3 separate regions of the Sus scrofa genome follow, and all the other regions are linked to region 3. Evidence: chromatin contacts called from public Hi-C data. All regions are on one chromosome and are shown on one strand. The core of a region is the stretch at or near the end of the contact, and the rest is flanking DNA. Distances in the headings are between cores, read along the strand shown.

Region 1 (2,918 bases), core at 137-2,636, 200 kb after region 3:
CTCATTAATTTAAGCCTATTTAATGCAGATTTAGAATTCAGATATAATTCTTGACTCTCAAGCAGAAGCTTAAAACATAACTAAAAACACAAATATTCAAAATGAAAGTATATGAGAGCTTCTAAACACATAAACATCAAGATACATATTTTTCTTACTAATATCAACTTGACTTCTGATTTGTATTTTTTTAAGGTCACTGGAAGCGTTAATTGTGTTTGAGGGAAAATACTTTGTAAGTCAAAATTTTAATTAATTTAAGACACTATTACACTATTTCTTCCTGTTATTCCAAATGAATGAGGTTTAACTTTTTGATGCTTGCTCTTGAAAATAATAAAAGGTGGAAAAGAAATCATGAGGTACACTTTTTTAGCAGACCATGTAAGTCCCCCTTCCCTTCATGAAGGTTTTTTTCAGGCAAGTTTATTAGTTAATACCTCTTTCGGCAAGTGTTCAACTGCCTGGATTTCTGCTAAAAAGCTTCAAAACTGTTCCAGTAACAACTAATTCACCCTGTCAAGGGCTTCCTTCTCACAAAAACTGGGAGTGAGGGGCGAAAGGAAGCGGAAACAAGCAAAATTGGTGCAAATACAAGCTCTCGCATCTTTGATGGCTTTATCTTTTCTGCTTTCCTCTCTCAATTACCCTCAGGCTTAGGTGTTGACACTCCTCTCCCCAGCCTGAAGCCTAAAACAGGTACGAAGTACAGAGAATTTTTACAGAAGATGCTGGAGCCTGACTATGCACAAACTACTTTCCTGTCTAAAAGCAGAGGCGATAGAGACATCGGGTCACGGGCTGTTCAGCGGAACTCTCAACCTCCAAAGAGGCTTCAAAGGAACGGAGCCCAGGTCCAACAAGGGGCCAACAGTATTAGCAACTGCCGAAACCATAGCGACGGTTGACCCTGATTCCAGGTATAGACATCACATCAAACCTAAGGCAACCCGGTCAACGTCAGGAGGCTCCGCTGACCAACCCGGGAGAAGTCAGGCGCTTGACCGCCGGACGCTGCTCCGTTCCAGGCTCGGGGATCCCCTAGTTCCCGGTCTGGTAGACGCTAACCGCGAAAAGGAAAAGCGGGGGCACAGGGGCCTGGCGTTCCCGGGGCAACCGCGCGGGCCCCAGGAAGGGACCCGAAGGATGAAGAACCACAGGGGAACGATCCCGCACACTCACACCTCTGCTGGGCTCCTGGGGCTGTGAGAAGCGGGGAGGGGACGATTCTTGGCCTGTTTGACTTCGCAGAGGCCTTCACCTCTGCCTCTCGGTCAGCCACCCAGCCACCGCCATCTTGAAACCTCGCGCCCCTCCGCCATCCTTACGTCACTTCCTCTCCATACGGGCCGACAATCTCATCGTTTCGGCGCCCTGAAACCATAGAGAGTAACCGACAACTCCAGGACCAGAGTCTCTTCCGCTGGAGTACAGTACCGAATTGGTTGGTCGGGGCTGAGAGCCCGCCCTCATTACTCAGTGCAGTGCATGTTGATTGACACTCCTATAGCCCAGTTAAGAATAAGAAAATTAAGCGGGTGGGATATATGATTGGCTGATGCGACGACAGTCCTACCCTCAGGCATTCTGACCTAATTTCCGGGATCCGCATTTATTTCACCGCCTGAGGCGGGCGGAATCCGGATGGGGAAGTTTAGCGCCGTTTGTGTTACCGGGGATTGTGTTTCTGTAGTTTCTTTGATCATGACCAGCGCTTGCCGTCTTTTGAGAGTTTCTGTTTAAAAAAGAATCCCGGGCGTTCCTGTCGTGGCTCAGTGGTTAACGAATCCGAGTAGGAACCATGAGGTTGCGGGTTCGATCCCTGGCTTTGCTCAGTGGGTTAAGAATCCGGTGTTGCCGTGAGCGTGGTGTAGGTCACAGACGCGGCGCCGATCCCGCCTTGCTGTGGTTCTGGCGTAGGCTGGGCCGCTATAGCTCCGATCTCCCATTCGGAGCCTGGGAACCTCCATATGCCGCGGGAGCGGCCCAAGAAATGGCAAAAAAGACAAAAATAAATAAATAAAATGAAATAAAAAAGAATCCCCCAAGAACACTTCTTGCTGTGCTTGATGCACTTGCCTAACGTGGTGTGCGCCTGGAAATTCAGTAGTTTTTACACAGACCATTTGTAGACCTGAGCAAATCGGTGCCCATATCAGAGTCCCAGATTGCTGCAGGACTATTTTTCTTTGAAGAGGGAACGTGGGGTACATGTACAGTCAGTTTTAAGTTTACGAGTTGTGAGATTGATTTATGTCAGCTCTTTTCTGCTCTTTTCATTCACCAAAAATCCTTTATGATGTCACTGTGCTAACGGACTTAGTTCCTTAGGTCTAATCTCAGTCCTTTTCCTTCGCTTTTATGGGCTCTTTATCTGAGAGTCCTCCCATATCTTTTCCTTTTAAAGGTAAGTTTAAATATTTAAGAAAATATAAGGACACCTTGGTTATTTCTCCCCTTAATCTTTCCCTTATAGGGAAATGTTAACACAGGCCAAGTCTTATTATCGGTTATAAATATGCCAAAATCTTGACGGAGGTATATAATTAACTTTTAGAGAGTATTTAAATAGGCATTTAACCTGTAAAGTCGGTCCCTTATCTAAAGGAACTCTTGCTTTAGAAAACACTTGATTTGGTTTTAGTCTGAATTTTGAGTCCCAGAAGAACAGTTAGTTACAAGATACATGTTTATAAATCAGGTAAAAAACATGAGATAAAACTTAATTTTGAAGGTGAACTAAATTGTGATATTTTGCAACTAATTTAAAAAAGCAGTGACAGAAGAGAAAGAACACGAAGAGTACACTTGAAAAACTATTTCATCTGGCTTTAATTTTTGAGGTATGTTGAACTTTTAAAATTACACAAGACATTTCTTGTACTTCAATGCAAGAATCAAGTATAACAAACACACTC
Region 2 (3,123 bases), core at 536-3,035, 200 kb before region 3:
TAGAATATGACATCTAAGAAAACTGATCAGTTGGTGAGTTTATGCTCAATTATTTCCCCTTTGCCATTAGCCAGGATGATTGAGAATGAATTATTAAAAAAAAAAAAAAAAAGGAGTTTCCATCATGGCTTAGTGGTTAATGAACCTGACCAGTATCCATGCCCATGAGGACCTGGGTTTGATCCCTGGCCTTGCTCAGTGGGTTAAGTAAGGATCTAGTTAACTCTGTGGTGTAGGTCGCAGACGCAGCTTGGAACCCTTTGCTGTGGCTGTGGCATAGGCTGGTGGCTACAGCTCCAATTCAACCCCTAGCCTGGGAATCTCCATATGCTGTGGGTGTGGCCCCTAAAAAGACAAAAGACAAAAGACAAAAAAAAAAAAAAAAAAAAAAAAGATTCCTTTGTATGTGCTTATAGAAGTCAAGGAGAAACCTAATGAATGAAACCTTCTTCCAATCCCATTTCTCTAATTATAGAATGGAATTTTAAATATTGGTATTGAACATCTAACTTATAATTGAGCACTATGTACAAAATAAATTATAATACATACTTTGTTATAACTGAGCCTCTATTTGTAACTTTTTGTGCACCCATGTACTATGTTCAGTACCAAGGACTTTACAAAGCTTAGCAATTAAGCAATGAAAATCTAATTGTGTTATTTCCTAACTTAAAACCTTTTAAATTATTCCTCATTGTTTGTTCTTACAATAAAATCCAACTTTTAGACAAGGGAACCCTATTAAATCAATTCTCATGTTAGTGATGACCTCTTCTGGGAAGGCACTGCTGATTCTCTAACTATGGATGAGGGGTTTCTCCTAAAAGCCAGGCAGTATTTCTAAGTTGAAGGACCCAAATTATAAAAATAATTAACCACCATATACTGATTTCTTATTACTTACAAATTCTTCCTGTTTACTTTTTTGTCTTCTCCACTGTAATAGACTGCTTGAGGACAGGCACCTAATATGGGTCTGGAACACAGGAATTGCTAATTAAATATTGAATGAGTAGATTAATTTCAGAGAGAAGTGATATTAAAATCCTCTCGATCTACTTCTCAGGCTGTTTTGCTTTGCAAAACACATTTACGGGTTATCCTACCATTTTGCCCTCTCAAACCATTTGAATTACAGGCATGAGAAAATTGAGTAAAACACTTATTCCAAGAAACAGGTATGTAAGCTGGACGTGAGCCTAGATCTTCCAACAAATATACTTGCATCTTCTTCATTACACCTTGTGGCCTTCATTACTTGTTGGCTCCCAATTATAAAACTGTATAACAGGGATACAACTTCTGGTGGAAGGGTATGACTAGAAGCGCTTGCTCTGACACAGAACAACGGAAAGAAAAGATGTGTTTGCGCCATTCCCTCATGACTTAAACAGTTTAAAGTATATTTTGTAAGCTAACACAAATGATAAATCAACATGCTCCAGCCTTTTTTGAAAATCTTTTCCTCAGCTTTTTAACTTTCACCCACTTATTTCCTTCCTTCCTTCTTTTCTAAGGCTCATAGAGGGCGCTCACAAAGTACTACTCACTAGTTGAGCAAAGCTCCACTCATAATACACACCTCACTGCAACACAGAGGCGCAGCGCCACCACCTCAGACTTCCTTCTCTTTTCCACGGCGGGAGGCGGGGCCAATATTTCTCATTCAAATAAAAAACCAGAAGATTTGCATGGGGAACGGCCATTCCGTGAGCCTATTGGATGAAAGCACAGTGGGCGTGGCCAATATTACGACCACTGAGCCCCGCCTATAATGATTTGCATAACGGCCCCGGCGCGTGCAAGGGAGAAGCGGGTTTGTTTTTGAATCTGCGGAGGCGGCGGCGGCGGCGGCGGCGGCGCGGCGCGGCGCGGCGCGGAGACTGAAGCGCGCGAGACTGAGGCGGCAGCGGAGGGGACGGCTGCGCCGGGCGACTCTGTAGGAAGGAACTTGGTTCCCCCTCCCTCATCTCCCGCCCCAAAAGGTATCTTTGAGTCCCTTGGGCTGATAGAACAACATTTTCTTAAATTACTATTGTATTTCTGAAGAGTCAAGACCGCATTATGGCGGCTGCGGGAGTTGTGTTGCGCCTGCGCGGTTGCGGAGCTGCGGGCGGACGCTGCATGGGAGCACGTGATCTTGCGGGGTCGGGCTCTAGCTGCAGTTGTGCAGCTGGCGGGGCGGTGGCTGCGCAAGCGCAATATTCATTTTCAAGATCTAATGTTCTTGTTGGACGCCATTCGGGTTCTAGATTTAATTTTCCTCATTCTTGAGGGGTTTCATTTTGTTACGCTTAAATTCCCTCACTTTTCAAGAAAAACGTTTCTCTTATGTTGTATTCCTGTACCGACCTCAGACTTTTTTATGATATTTCTCCGATTCTTTGAGAAGCTGTGTACTTAGTTTTCTGTAAAAATGATTGCCCACTTGTGGTTCTCGATTTTAATTTCACTTTTGGGACAGTGCTGGATTCAATTGTATATTTAGGGAGATAAAGATCAGCACCTAGTGGTGTTATCACGGGAAGTGCATTTATTTGAACTGCATATTTGCAAATACATTTTTAACCCTATTTTTACCAGTCCTGTTATGGAATGTTTTCAAAATGGAAACAGTTTGAATTTTGGAAATATGAAGGCAAGGAGCTTTGGAAGAACTTATATAACGTTTGAAAGGAAACCTCAATCTACTTGCGTATTTATTTTTTAAAAATATTTGATCCTTAGTGAAGTTTTAATCAGTGTGTACTTTTGATCTTTCATGCATTTGAGTTTCACATTTTTTCTCTCCCTGTCACTTGTCCATTACCGCTGCAGTTAGATTATTTTTATTACTCTGACTTTTAAAATTAAGTCATTTTCTTAGCGTTTTGTTTGTAATGATATGTGAAATAGAACACTAAAACTTGATACATTTTTCTGTTAAAGAATTCTGCAAAGAACTCTCAACTACACTGAGGCCTTTATTAGGACATCGTGAACCATCAAGAAAACAGTTGATTAAAAAAATGTCATTTATACATATAAGATAAAATTGTGTTTGATTTTTTAAAATTGTGTGTTCCTGGTTTCTTAAAGAAGTAGTTTCTTAAAAGAAGTAGTTTCTTAAAGAAGTAGTTA
Region 3 (3,066 bases), core at 229-2,728:
AGGTTGTGGAACAAGAACCAGTGGGGCTCTTGGAAAAAGGTAGCTCTCCCAAATCCCACCCTATTGCAAAGTCAGCACAGAAAAGAGATGAGGAAATAAAATGAATCCTCTCTCAATATTACTTGTGAAGTCTTTCAAGTTTTTTAAGTTAATCTTGGTCTTACTTGTTGGGAATGAAGTGACAAAACCCACTTTTTTTTTTTTTTTTTTTTTTTTGAGGCAATTGGTATACAGATCCCTGTGTCAATACCCGTAGAGATAAAACCTGTTTCACTAGGAAGGGAGTAGTCAAGTAAATGCTCATTTACATTTCAACACTGCCTTCATTTGCTGCATAAGCAAATGACTGAAATCTTTGCCTCAAACTTTCTCATCTGTAGAATGGGGATAGTCCTATTTAGGATTGTGGGGAGCATTATATGAACATAAATCCTTCAGTACACTGCCTGGAACATAGTAAGCTGGCAAAATCAGGTTGCGCTTCTCATCATTTTAAAACAAAGTCATGGTCAATTAATAGAAAACAGTGGCAGCCCAGGATCATAGCCATGACGAGAAAAATATATTTAGATGTCCTTTGGCTGGCCTTTTTAGAGCCAGCCAAGGCTCCGCAAAGCCAAGAGTCATGCAAGAGCGAACTGATTTGTCTGCCAACTGGCCCGCACTTTTTCAGTTCGCAGAAGCACACCCCCTGTCCCGGTCTGGGGCCATCACCGAGCTCCAGCGGGGCCGGGAGCAACACGGCCAGTCCCCTCGCGGAAGCGCGTTCCTTGGCGTCCACCCAGAAGTCAGACAGACACTGCGAGAAGTAAACTTGACCTGACTCGGGAGCGCACGGAGCGGCGCGGGCGTCCAGGACCCCTCCCGGAGCTCTCCGCCTCGGCAGCCGGCAGCCGGCAGCCGGAGGGGCGCGCTGCTCACCTGCCAGGCTCGGAGGCACTGCGGCGGCCAGAAGCAGCAGCAGCAGCAGCGGGGCCGGCGGCGCGGGCAGCCCAAGGCGCCCGTCCCGGCTGCGGCGGGACATCGCTCTGCGGCCGCGATCTCTGCTCCGCTGGACGAGGTGCCCTCGGGGCCGGCGGTGGCGGCTGCTGGTGCTGCGATAGAGACGTTGGGGCGTCTTTAACTTTCTTCTCTCATGAGCCCGGTCTGCTTGGGGCTTTTAGGGGCGAAGAAGCCTCACGTGGCCTTGGGAACAACCTTCGCCCTGCTGGGCCCCGGGCTGGGAAGGGCGGGCCCTTTCTGACCCTCAAGCGCCTCGTGGGCCGGCCAGAGACAGTTCCCCGGCTGCACGTCTGGGATCTGCCCAGGCTTACGTGCCGCTTTCTCCTCACTCGTCGGGCTGTTTGGCGGCCCAGGGCTGGAAACAAATCAGTTCATATTCACACCGCTAGCCTCCAGGCCCGGCCACTCGTCTGCAGCAGCGGGGATGAGGTGTCCTGAGCAGTGGAGAAATGCATATCCCTGCCTACACGCAGCTCTGATTCTTTGCCATCCCGAAGAGTTCTTCCGGATCCCTCTAACTCAGGGATCAGTGCCCCTCCATCTCAGGCTTTCTAACCTAAATCCATTTGCTGCAGCTCAAGACTTTGGATCTTTTGCTTTTGTTTTCATTGGCTGGAGCCACCACTGGAGAGTGATTCCTCCGACCGGTCTGAAATTGGATATATCCCTGAAACCCCTGTGAGGTCCCCATTTTTGTGCAGGGTCAGTTGAAAGTGACATTGTGAAGTAGGCAAACCTATGCCTCGGGTGACATTGTGAAGCTGGCAGAGGGTGCCCTAGGTGACATTGTGAAGTAGGCAAAAGGTATTTTATTTATTGAATAAGCATCTGTTGAGCTCGCCTTATGTGCCACAAAGCAGTGATATAAAGGCCATTAAGAGCATGGCACACAACAGGCAAAGAGGCACAAAGCCATATAAATTAACAGGTACTGAGAGTTGCTGTTAGTACTATAATTGAGCCACTCTGAAGGGACACGGAGGGAACCCACCTGGGGCCCTAAGCACCCCCTCCTTCTCTCTTCGTCTTTTTTCCAAGCTTAATTGATGTGTTAAGGGGAGATGGGAAGAGAGGACAAGAGTCAGCTTTTCTAGATGGTGGGGGGAAACACAGTTGTAATTACTAGAAAAGTTACAGAATAATTACATCAGATCTCTGTGTAGACTGGTAAACGTGAGTCCCAAGTCATTAATTTTTGTTTGGTGACAGTACGTTGGATGATAATATCCTGTAATGAGTGATATGAGTGAGGGAACTGAGAACATTGTAAAAACTGCACATTTTTCTTTTGCGGGGGGTGGGGGTGGGGGAGAGGGCCGATGCACAAGCTGCATATGGAAGTTCCCAGCTAGGGGTCAAATTGGGGCTGTAGCTGCTGGCCTACACCACAGCTCACAACACCAGATCCTTAACCCGCTGAGCAGGGACAGGGATCAAACCTGAAACCTCATGGATACTAGTGGGGTTTGTTACCACTGAGCCACAACAGGAAATCTGCACATTTTTCAAGTCAGAAAACAAAAGTGGAGAAAATTATGAACATTTTGTGCCATGTTGGGAAGAGAACTATGTTAGGCCATTCAAGGAAGTTGTGTTACCCTCTCTCATCCTCCTTCACTTTATAACCCCTCCAATCTAAGGAGCCAAGTGTTGGGATGCAATCATGTGTAGGAAAGCCTGATGTGAACTAGGAGAGACACTCATTCATCTGTTATGTAGTCATCACATATTTGTTGAGTATGTTCCAGGCACAGAACAGTAAACAAAAGTCCCTGCCCTCTCAGAGCTTGCATTCTAGCGCAGGAAGCAAATTATAAATGTGAACAAACTGGATTGGAATTTCTCAACCTCAGCTTTGTGACATTTGGAGCCATACAAGTCTTGGTTGTGAGGGGTGGTCCTATATGCATCCTCTGGTCTTTATCCACTGGATGTCAGTGTCAGCACCTCTCACTCTCCAAGTTGTGACCATCAAAAATGTCTTCAGACTTTGCCATGTGTTCCCCAAGGGAATCTTCAGGTGAGAATCATGGAATCTGAAGACAGTAAATCTTGTCTTCTTTA

Evidence for each region. Hi-C and Micro-C count contacts between places; a contact is called where the count stands out from the background.
Region 1: a contact with region 3 is called in a Hi-C map of skeletal muscle, with 4 times the contacts expected there. The contact joins the promoter of WBP11 here to the promoter of PLBD1 in region 3. A contact is called at or near these places in 2 of 47 Hi-C or Micro-C datasets (heart right ventricle and skeletal muscle).
Region 2: a contact with region 3 is called in a Hi-C map of skeletal muscle, with 6 times the contacts expected there. The contact joins the promoter of ATF7IP here to the promoter of PLBD1 in region 3. A contact is called at or near these places in 3 of 47 Hi-C or Micro-C datasets (heart right ventricle and skeletal muscle).

What each region holds. Positions count from the first base shown.
Region 1 is chr5:57,748,416-57,751,333 of Sscrofa11.1, reverse strand. It overlaps WBP11 (WW domain-binding protein 11), which reads right to left and starts at 1,386. Exons shown (of 12, transcript XM_003481683.4): 1 at 1,183-1,386. SMCO3 (single-pass membrane and coiled-coil domain-containing protein 3) reads right to left here. Exons shown (of 2, transcript XM_003126459.4): 2 at 2,815-2,918.
Region 2 is chr5:58,148,642-58,151,764 of Sscrofa11.1, reverse strand. ATF7IP (activating transcription factor 7-interacting protein 1) reads left to right here and starts at 1,785. Exons shown (of 15, transcript XM_003126462.5): 1 at 1,785-1,988.
Region 3 is chr5:57,949,284-57,952,349 of Sscrofa11.1, reverse strand. PLBD1 (phospholipase B domain containing 1) reads right to left here and starts at 1,478. Exons shown (of 11, transcript NM_001244629.1): 1 at 922-1,478. The coding sequence starts at 1,024.